Regions from separate parts of the Gasterosteus aculeatus genome. Here region 2 is linked to region 1. Evidence: chromatin contacts called from public Hi-C data. All regions are on one chromosome and are shown on one strand. Each heading gives the region's core, a stretch centred on a gene start, on an enhancer-like site or on the middle of the called end of the contact. The rest is flanking DNA. Distances are from core to core; before and after follow the strand shown. Region 1 overlaps grip2b (glutamate receptor interacting protein 2b). Region 2 has its middle 4.0 kb from the start of LOC120835425.

Region 1 (5,521 bases), core at 1,683-4,182:
AACCCGACCTGCTTTTTCTCCTTTCAGAACCGACTTCCTCGGTTTCTAGATGGTGGATGTTTCGGTGAATCTTTAAAATCAGCAGCATTTAAATCTGCAATCGCTGATAGAATGCGGTGACACAACAGGGGGTCTGAGGTCTCTTCTGCTTTCTTCTGTTTAACAAAATCACAGACATTCTCACTGTGAGGATTAGTACGCCGCCGCGTTTCCCTTCTGCTTTCCCCTTTAGTGAGCGTTTCATCACATTCAAACAGTCACGGATGATAAACATGTTTTATTTCTGAATGTTTTTCTCGATGATCCCTTATTGGCCCACCAGTGGCCTCCTGGATATGTGGATATCATGGCTGCCTAAACCGCTGCGTATCGACCCGGCCGTCGAATGCTTCCTCGCCTCCTCATCGCCGCGGTAACCCCCCCCCCCCCCCCCCCCCCGTTGCAGGTGCGGCCTGCTGCAGGTCGGAGACCGCCTCCTGTCAATCAACGGGATCCCCACGGAAGACGGAACCCTGGAGGAGGCCAATCAGCTGCTGCGGGACGCGGCGCTGACCAACAAGGTCTCGCTGGACGTAGAGTTCGACGTTGCAGGTCCGTGAAGTCGGTGGAAATAGGCCGAAGCTGTCGGCAAAAGCTCATTGACGCGTCGACGCAGTGTGTCTCCCGTTGTCCACGATGCCCGTCAAAGCTCCTCCTTGGTGTTTAACGCCATTTAAAGCCAGTGTTCAGCCCGCTGAGCGTGGCGAGTCCTTCTGACCGCTAAAGATAAAAACACACACACGCTTGTTTAATTGTGACTCTAAAGCCCGTTGAGTCCTCACGTGACAGGAAGCAGAAGCTGAAATATAAACACGGAGCTTCGTTGCAACGTCTATACATGCAAACCTCTTATCAGTACCTGTTGCTCCTCGTGATCTCCTCTTCATCGCAGCTCGCCGGTTACTCGTCCGCCTTTTCCTTTGTTGCCTTTCATGATGTTGCATCACTTAATGAGTCAGAAGTCATTATCTCTAAACAGAGGTAGAGTTCCTCAGCCTGCCGTTGAACCGCGATGCCGGCGAATCCCCAGCGAGACCGTTACTCTGAAAATAACGTGTTAAACGTCGTCTACTTGCTGGCGCTCTGAGGCACAGCAACGTCTGTGGAACGAAAGAGGAGAGGACGTGTTCGTATTGTCGCGTGTGTTTGTGTCTCAGAGTCGGTGGTGCCGAGCAGCGGGACGTTCCACGTCAAACTGCCCAAGAAAAGAGGGGTGGAGCTGGGGCTCACCATCAGTGGTAAGAACACGCACGCCACATGGTTCGCCGTAGCTGTCAATCACCTCAACGATGTCGAGGCAGGAAGTCACCGGCAACGTAAGCCCGCCTCTTCCTTGCCGTGATCGGCCTCCGGTCGGGCGAGCGTGACATTGGCGAGTGACAGCTGATTTGAATATTTGGATAGAAGACGTTGAAGTACATCAATAAGTATTACAGAGAGAACTGTGTAGAAGTACTCCACTGTACGTCAAAGTAAAAGTATTAGAATTCAAATAAAGTCGATGCACTAAGAGTGAACGTAGTTGTGTAACAATGTGAAGGCTTCATTACTTTATCTGTAATAATACATCATAAAGTGATATTTGGTGGCATCAAGCTGCATTTATGAGCCAAATCAAAAAGAGGTTTATATTTTGACTTCACGATGCTGCTGTGTGAATAACTGAGGCAGAGGATGGTGCGATGGAGCCACCTTCTGAGTATAAGAGTTCACTGCTGACCGGGAGAGGACCCGCACACCTTAATAACACACTATAGTATGTATATTTATATACAGCTGTAATGATCCGAGAGAAAGATCAACGTATCATCACGTATTAAACTGCATCCTACAGGGTGGAGGAGGAGGAGGAGGATCTTCTGTTATGATATTGTCATTGTAACTATTATCATATTCGTTAACAATAATGTGGCTTGTGTATATTTGAAATCAACGCTCTGTGTCACCGTGTGATGTCGTCCTCGTCCGCAGCCAGTAAGAAGCAAGGAGAGGCGCTCATCATTTCTGACATCAAGAAGGGCAGCATGGCCCACAGGTACCTCAGTCCACCGATTGCTGATCAGCACCGCCGCTCTGCGAGTGCTAACACGGTTCCACCCTCCTGCAGAACAGGGACGCTGGAGCCCGGCGACAAGCTGCTGGCCATCGACAACGTGCGGCTGGAGAACTGCTCCAGGGAGGACGCCGAGCAGATCCTGCAGCAGTGCGAGGAGCTGGTGAAGCTGAAGATACGCAAAGACGAAGACAACTCGGGTAAACGGGGCGGGGGGGTGATTCCACGAGGGAAACTCGTCTCCAGATGCTTTGTTGTTTCTTATATGTGGTTAAACACATGTTGGCCTGGCTCAGCAGCAGCTTTGAGGAGATGCAGTAGCAGCTGTTGGCCACGGGGGGCCGCTGTCGCCCTCTGCTGGACTCCTGAGGCGGCTCCTGCGTGGTCAATCAGAGACGTGCGCCTAAACGCAATCTATTAAAGGCCCCGAGACCCGTAGCGTTAAGGAAGAGGAAGGAATGGACTGAGATGATAAATGCTGGTTGGGTTTTACATTTTGTACCAGTCGAGGACCCGTTTCACTTCTTGGAAACGACAGGTGGATTCAATCAACACGTGTGTGTGTGGCGCCGTGTAAAGAAACACAATGACACGAGGTCGTGTAATCCCGACTATGACTCGGATGATATGACCCGTGCACACGGACTCACGCGGGGTGTAAATATGTTACATTATGTGTTCATGCTCCACGGTGACAAGGCGTTCTTTTCCCCCAGTTGCCATGGAAACAGTGTCTTCTTTGCCTTTGTTGTCTCTGGAAGGAGTTTTGACCCACTTCTGCGTAGAAGCATTTTGCATGATCTTATAACGTGATGCGGTATCACACGGTGGACTGAATAGGTCTTAACGTGTGTGTGTGTGTGTGTGTGTGTGTGCATCAGATGAGCAGGAGACGTCGGGCAGCATCATCTACACGGTGGAGCTGAAGCGCTACGGAGGCCCTCTGGGTATCACCATCTCCGGCACCGAGGAGCCCTTCGACCCCATCACGATATCGGGCCTGACCAAGAGGGGCCTGGCTGAGAGGTGCACGCACACGCACACGCACGCACACGCACGCACACGCACACGCACGCACACGCACGCTACTTCTGGGCCGTTATCCATTTACGAGATATGGAATTAAACCATAACTTCTTGTCTTCATCCTCATTGTGAAACCACAACAACAGCAACGCTGAGGAGAATTCCTTTATCTGAGTTAAATAGATCGAAGGACACGATGTTCCTCCTACCGGGTCGGCGATGAGGAACATTGTGTCCCGTCACTCAAGCGTTGTTCTACTGCGTGACTCTGATAAGGCACTTAAAAAGCATCAAAACACACGAGCTAATCTCAGCTGGTCTGTGTTTCCATGGCCTTTTATATTTAGATCGGTGAACACGCCATTCCTCAGAGCTCTGGAATCCTGTCCTGGGAGGGGGAGGTTTGCGTTGGCGGCGGTCCCACGTTCGCACCCTCTCATGTGTCCCAGTCGCATGGAGGACATTTCTTCTTCTGTCTCTGAGGCTTTTCTGTCTCTGGTGCCAGATATATACAGATATATGTATATATATATATATATATATATATATATTAGAGTATATATAAAGTCTGCTCTACTTGGATTGTGTTACGTTGTGTTACGATCCCATCCAGAAGCCACAGGAAGTAAGATGAGGATGAAGACGACCCGACAGATGTGAAACAATAAGAGATAAGGACTGGTAACCACAGTAACCAGAGCGAAGGGGCCGTGACATAAGAGTCATGAGCATCCGCTCGGCCCCCCGACACGCTTCCACACAACGCACGCAGTGACCTCCACCTCCCGCTCCACTTCCTGTTGGCTGACAGCCCGTAAATGACCGGAACGAACACGATCGCAGCGACTGCTTCTTCCTGCGATCTCTGAGGTGCACGTGGTGCACGGGGAGACAACACGGCTCCATCAGAGCAGGCTGATCCCCCCCCCCGTCCCCCCGTCCCCCCGTCCCCCCCCCCACACAACCTGAGTCTGTATAAGCAGAAGGAAAAGGACAGATTCATCTGGACTGACAGCACGTTATTGGGTGGATGGCGATGTACTTTTGATCTCCTGCTTGCTGGCGATGTATTAGACTCACCGTGTGTGTGTGTGTGTGTGTGCGTGTGCGTGTGCGTGTCCAGGACAGGGGCTATCCACGTAGGGGATCGGATCCTGGCCATCAACAGCGTGAGTCTGAAGGGCAAACCGCTGAGCGAAGCCATCCACCTGCTGCAGATGGCCGGGGAGACGGTCACCCTGAAGATTAAGAAGCAGCTCGACAGCCTGAGTGACGGTAACGACACCACGACACAACACACGCACACACACACACACACACACACACACACCTTGGCCTCAGGTGTAAAAGGTGTCAAAACAAAACGTCTCCTTCAAACTCCCAGACGCAGAGGAGAGGAAAGCGGCCGAGGGCGAGGACGCCACGGAGAACGAGCTGAGTGACCCCGAGGAGGACGACCTGACGGACAGCCAGCAGACCAGCAAGCTGTCGGAGCTCTACTCCACCACCGTCCCCAGCGTGGACTCGGCCATGGAGTCCTGGGACGGCTCGGGCCTGGACGCCGGCTACGGCAGCCAGGGTAACGCCCCTAAACGCTCCGCCGGCGGCTCGGCAAAGTGGGCCGACGATAGCGTAACAAAGACCCCCCCCCCCCTCCCCCCCCCCGCAGGTATGTACAACCAGCAGGCCGCAGGCGTCGCCCTCCACCCCCACGAGTGGCGCAGTGCCAAGCAGCAGCGCGGCACCACGACCCCACCTGGGCGCCGGAAGAACTACCCCTTCAGTGACGGAGGCTTCAGCGAGGACGACTGGGACAAACCAGCTGGGTGCGTCTCGTCTTCTCGTCTTCTCACCGCCGTCACGTCGTCTCCTTGTACCAGCCGAGTGAACCGCCATGTTTTCACCCGGCAGAACTTTGAGTAACGTTGTTTCTCGCACGCTTAAAGTTCGATTACTTTCCATCCCAGAAACCTGCTTCAGTCTTAAAAGCAGGACGTTGAATTGGATCCGAGAGGTCGCTGGTGATCCAGGTCTCTGGGAGACGTCGCAGTGGGGTTTGAGTCATGGAGCCCGCGAGGCTGACTAAGCAGAATCAGTGTGTGTGTGTGTGTGTGTGTGTGTGTGTGTGTGTGTGTGCGTGAGTCAGCTAAGCCTTGGGAGGATAGTGGCGTTCGCTGCGATCACGTAACACTAGCGGAGGCGGAGAGACGGAGGATGAGGCGAAAAAAAAAAAATCCGCTGTGCAGTGAAACTGAATTAATCTCGTCAGTCAAGGACATTGAGCGTTAAAAGATTACCCGTGTTGGATTAAACCCGTGTTCCCCCCCGGCTCTGTTCATACTGCTACCCAGCTGACTGGAGCCCGGACGTGCAGAACATGCGTGTTTCCCCACACGTATGTTC
Region 2 (6,041 bases), core at 153-2,652, 110 kb after region 1:
TTTTGCAGGCAGACGCGAGACAAGATGGTGGAGACATTTAGACATTTAGACATCAATAAGCCAAAAGGTACATCTCAGTCTTTGTGCTAGAGGACACGTAAGGACTTCCCATCTGGGGACAGTGGACCTTCATGTCTTCGTTGGACAGACCAGCAGACAGCAGACATGCTTTAATTAGGAATTATAATCCCACCACAGAAAATAAGGCGAAAGAACGATGTCACCGATCTGGGAATGACAGTGTGACAGGTTTCTTCAAATGAAATCGTTCTCATGTAGCGGCTGGCTAGTTAGCTGCGCTGCTAACGGGTGAAAAGAAAATGGCGTTGATGGAAATAGATTGTCTGCTGGAGGCGGACGTCCACGCCGAGGGGGAGGCGACGTGGACGAGGAGCCTCGTGGACCCTCGGAGACGGAAAGTATGAATCGTGAGTCAGACACGTTTTATGCATCACGGCAGCGACGGTCCTCAGAAGTAGAGACGCGCTAACGCGGGTGTGCGTGTGTGCGTGTGCGTGTGCGTGTGCGTGTGTGTCCCAGGACGGCAAACCTCGAGCTCGTAACTCTTCTGCAGCGGCTGATTTCTTTGAGGACATTTCAGCCTAAATTTAGAGAGAAAGTGGAGCGCGGCCTCAGACGGACAGCTTATAGAAACTGGAGCTCAGACTCGTCGTTCTCTGTCCCTCTCTGTCGTTCTCTGTCCCTCTCTGTCCCGCTCTGTCCATCTCTGTCCCTCTCTGTCGTTCTCTGTCCCTCTCTGTCCCGCTCTGTCCATCTCTGTCCATCTCTGTCGTTCTCTGTCCCGCTCTGTCCCGCTCTGTCCATCTCTGTCGTTCTCTGTCCCGCTCTGTCCCTTTGTCCCGGTCCTCCCTTGGTCCACGTTCTACCATTTTCTGACCCGGATGATATTTCATATGCGGATCCTTCGTGTACTAAAATACCCTCAGTATGATTAATAAATGTAAATGTGACTTGAGTTTTTATCAGGGAGCGGAACGGAAACCCAAGAGACCCAGAAACCACTGACGTTACACGAGGAGCCAGAAAGGCTCACGAGCAGCTGCTTCATCTTTAAAGCGTTCGTTTCTACAAATTCATCCCATGTTTGTGTTTTTTTATGCTAAATAAAAGTCTGCGAGCTGGTTTTTGATGCAAAGAATTTGTACATTTTCGAGTTGTGCTTTAAATTCTCTGTTGTTACTGGTTGTTGATAGCAGGCCAAGCTGCACACACACACACACGCACACACACACACACGCACACACACTCCGCTCCTCCTCTCCAGGAGCTCATCGTGTTTTCCGCTGAGTCGACAGTCAGCTGCGAGCGCGGCCATGTGCTCGTCCTCGCAGATTTCCCAGAAGGCCGCAGACAGCGTCCTGGGATGGAGGAGACGGGGCCCGGCCGTCTCCACGGCGACGCGGTGAGTCACCAAGCGGAGCCTTTATTGCTTTTGTTCTCCTCTTCACTCAGACTAACAACGGCTTATTAGTCGTTAGAAATCACCGTCTGTCAAAGTGACTTCACCCCCCGGGTTTGTGTCTCTTTAGCTCAATGACTCTACTTGTCCCTGATTCTGGTTCAGTAGTTTACTTTAGTTAAGTTTCCACCATAGTTTTCCTGAGATCACTTAACAAGGTTCAGGATTTGTTTGTCTTCTGTCGTCGGGCTTCTCAATGATGTTTTCTTATATTTTTTTGGGACTGTCTTCTCGTTTCAGATCATAACCTCCAGTTCTCTGGACCGTAGAAGTCTATATCACTAACTGTGATTAATAAAACTTTGTCTCATTACACGCGTGTTATTTTAAGAATAAACACGTTGCCTGACGTAAAGACACAGCGCCCCCCCGTCCCCCCCGGTTCAACGTCCTCTTTTGTTCCTGTGTTCAGACAGTCCCCAAATAAACAGGAACCTGCTGCTTTCTGGACTGAGAACCGCTGAGGGAAGAACTTCCGTTTGTTCATGAGTGTCACACATACGTGTAATCGTTCACACGTATTCGCACAGTAGATCCAAAATATTAGGTTCTACACAACGGCTTCATCGTGCACATGGACCTGCAGAAACACGCACTGTGGATAGAAACGCACACCGTGGATAGAAACGCACACTGTAGATAGAAACGCACACCGTAGATAGAAACGCACACTGTGGATAGAAACGCACACCGTGGATAGAAACGCACACCGTGGATAGAAACGCACACCGTGGATAGAAACGCACACCGTGGATAGAAACGCACACCGTAGATAGAAACGCACACCGTAGATAGAAACGCACACTGTGGATAGAAACGCACACCGTAGATAGAAACGCACACCGTAGATAGAAACGCACACCGTAGATAGAAACGCACACCGTAGATAGAAACGCACACCGTGGATAGAAACGCACACCGTGGATAGAAACGCACACCGTGGATAGAAACGCACACCGTGGATAGAAACGCACACCGTGGATAGAAACGCACACCGTGGATAGAAACGCACACCGTAGATAGAAACGCACACCGTAGATAGAAACGCACACTGTGGATAGAAACGCACACCGTGGATAGAAACGCACACTGTGGATAGAAACGCACACCGTGGATAGAAACGCACACTGTAGATAGAAACGCACACTGTGGATAGAAACGCACACTGTGGATAGAAACGCACACCGTAGATAGAAACGCACACCGTAGATAGAAACGCACACTGTGGATAGAAACGCACACCGTGGATAGAAACGCACACCGTGGATAGAAACGCACACTGTGGATAGAAACGCACACCGTGGATAGAAACGCACACTGTAGATAGAAACGCACACTGTAGATAGAAACGCACACTGTGGATAGAAACGCACACTGTGGATAGAAACGCACACTGTAGATAGAAACGCACACCGTGGATAGAAACGCGCACTGTAGATAGAAACGCACACTGTGGATAGAAACGCACACTGTGGATAGAAACGCACACCGTGGATAGAAACGCACACTGTAGATAGAAACGCACACTGTGGATAGAAACGCACACTGTGGATAGAAACGCACACTGTGGATAGAAACGCACACTGTGGATAGAAACGCACACTGTGGATAGAAACGCACACCGTGGATAGAAACGCACACCGTGGATAGAAACGCACACCGTGGATAGAAACGCACACTGTAGATAGAAACGCACACTGTGGTAACGGGGTTCATGCTCCAAGGGAGGATGTATCTCGCGCTCCTCGATGGCGGCTCGTCGAGGCTCCTCGCTGGAAGTGACGTGGAAGGTGTTTTTTTTGGTTCAGGAAACAAAAGACAGATCTGCGTTTGTCGGACACGTCCAACGCATCAGTCCCTCGCTATGTGGATGAGCCACAGAGAAATAATATCTACGAATGACAGCTCGTTCCTTTTTGTAACCTTCGCTGTGAATGCTGGGAGGTTCTGTGGGACTCGGTACAGCCCTCGGTCCTCATCCTTTCCTGATCCAAGTCAACCCACGCCGGGCCTTTATTTTGAAAGACAGACTGAATATTTCTGTGAAAACAGACGTTTATTTTGCATTCCAAAAAAATAAAAGTATCACAGTGGACAGAAACAGGGACTCAGGAGACGCTTCTCGAGCCAATCGGACCAAACTCGCAGAACGTGTCCTTCAAGTGCACATTCAATAAGGATTCTCTCGTCCTCACGTCTTCGTCTCTTATTCGTCCCTCTGGTTCTGCTTCCTGTCGTCTCCCGGAAGCCGCCGTTGGGAAACCTGTGACTCCCTCCACTTCTCTGCGGGTGTCTTTTTGCACGTTAGTGGACGGCGCGGCGCGTGGAGCGAAGAGGCCTTCGGCGTTGATCGAGGCCTGCGGGGACCTGTGCATCGCGGCCAGGCCGCTCCAACATGGCGACGGCAGAGTCCCTGAACCGGGGTTCATGACCGCGGCCCACAAGCCGCCGTGGGGGGGGGGATGGTGGGGGGGGGGGGGAGACGCCATGATGAACTGCGTCCGTAGTGGTTGTTTGACTGGGCTGAGGCTCCGCCCCTAAATCCCGCCGAGTTGCCCTGGAAACAACAACGTCATCCCTGAAATTCACTGAAACTCTGCTGCACTAAAGAAGTTTTGTCCGAGATGATTGAAGTATTTACGTCACGTCGGGTCTTTTGATTTGATCAGAACTGAACCCGGCGCCTCTGGAGGAACAACAACCGGGGGCAGGAAACAAAAGTCAAATCTAGGTGAAGTCGTACCGGCCAATCAAGATTAAGACGTGTCAAATGATCTCAATTCTATGAGGTGAGAGGGAGGAACTTTCCCCCAGACAGGATTCAACGCTGCAAGTCTCTCAAAACGTTCAATTAAAACGACGCACTTGAAAAGGAAGAACTTATTTTAGAGTATTGATTGAAACATTTCATTACCCAAAATGGATGTGGAGCATTTATAAGATTCAACGTGTCCCGCGGAAGACAAAGACGATCTAAATTTATTCCAGTTCTGGGTCACAGTGAACTGGTTCAGCTGGGGGAGAATTATAACTACTTTTCCTTATGATAAAGGTGTTTTTTCTATTCTCTAAGTTATTTTTTCAGGTGACAATTATCCTCCTGGTAGTATTTACACACAACGGCGAGTAGTAAGATGTCTTATTTGTTGGTTTTGATTATTTAATCCGCTTATACCTTATTTCATTAAATTTTAACTGTCTTATCTTATTAACACATTTATAGTTTTGAAATATCTAAATGTTGGTTTACCATGTGAGGCACACGTCACTTTTAAGGTGTGTGGTAATAAACTGGAAGAAGAAAAGTTTATGATTAAAAGCCTTTTTTTGGGGTTGACGTGTTTTTTATATTTGTTTATTCCATTTATTCATAAGAGTTTTTTGTCCTTTTTTGGTTCATCTTCCTTTTATATCTTTTAATGTTTAATTGTCTGTAGGATCGAATGAGAGTTCTAGTTACAGACACACGTACAACCAATCAGTTTTGTTTTTGCCTAAAAGGGGCATTAAGGGAAATAACTAAAAACAAATCAAGGATATGAATATGCAGAATATACAGAAGAATTCGAGAAACGAATGTCCATAAATTCCTGGAGCCGCGCGCGCCCGAGTGAAGCTACCGGGTGACGTCACCGCCCCCTAGCGGCCGTTACACTGAAGTGCAGAAACTTTTCTTGAGATTGGTTCGAGTATTTTGAAATCATTCTAATTTTTTACTTTATAGGTTTTTTATAGGTTCTATATTTTACTACTCGCCACCTTCTAAATTGACATATTCAGTTAATAAAAAGTAATATTATTGAAAATCGACTGCTCCTCACTACGGGTGTTCCTATCTTTGTAATCCTTTTACTCATGTTGTGTCTGTAGTTGTGTAATTGTAGTTGTCATTTTGGTTCTCCTTTTAGTAGTTGTCTTGAATCTCTTTGTTGTCACTTTGAGACAGTTTCTGGTCTCATTAATTTCATTTTAGGTGTTCATAGTTCCCTTGCTTCTTTTTTTTAAGTCACTTGAGGTTTTTTGGGTTTCCTTATGGTCTTTTTGCTATTTGTAGTCGTATTGAATGTTCTAATAGCTTCATTGCATTTCTTTATATTCTCATTGCATCTCTAGGAGGTTTCATTGCATCTTTTAATCTTCTCATTACATGTTTTGTAGTCTAATTGCATCCATTTGTATTCTCATTGCTGGTCTTTTTAGCCTTATTACATGTAATGTAGTCTCATTGCATGTTCTGTGGTCTCATTGCATCTCTTTGTGGTTTTAATGCCTCTTTTTTGCATGTCGGATATTTATAACACGGTTCGGTTATCACTGCATGCAGCACATACAAACATAAATGTAGAGATGAGAGAGCAGACTGTCACTGGCTCGTACTGTATTCACAAATCCATACTCCCTCACACACACACACACACACACACACACACACACACACACACTGAGCACTGCTAGTTTTTCAGCAATCAATGAGTTACACATTCTGCTCTCCATCAGTCACCTCTGACGTCACGCTCTGGTTTGATTTGTTGATCGAGTGACTGATAACTATCTGTCTGGT

Evidence for each region. Hi-C and Micro-C count contacts between places; a contact is called where the count stands out from the background.
Region 2: a Hi-C map of skeletal muscle shows a contact between it and region 1, with 4 times the contacts expected there. The contact joins two enhancer-like sites. A contact is called at or near these places in 3 of 6 Hi-C or Micro-C datasets (skeletal muscle and whole body).

What each region holds. Positions count from the first base shown.
Region 1 is chr17:1,499,304-1,504,824 of fGasAcu3.hap1.1, forward strand. grip2b (glutamate receptor interacting protein 2b) reads left to right here. Exons shown (of 25, transcript XM_078092696.1): 13 at 446-591; 14 at 1,197-1,277; 15 at 2,011-2,074; 16 at 2,147-2,292; 17 at 2,974-3,118; 18 at 4,242-4,393; 19 at 4,503-4,697; 20 at 4,788-4,944. Among protein-coding and RNA genes, the nearest start is that of LOC120835766, 32 kb to the right of the region's middle. Within about 2 kb of position 2,933, at least 4 of the 9 cell types and tissues checked have open chromatin away from gene starts, as enhancers often do.
Region 2 is chr17:1,607,384-1,613,424 of fGasAcu3.hap1.1, forward strand. No RefSeq gene overlaps it. Among protein-coding and RNA genes, the nearest start is that of LOC120835425, 4.0 kb to the right of the region's middle. Within about 2 kb of position 1,403, at least 2 of the 9 cell types and tissues checked have open chromatin away from gene starts, as enhancers often do.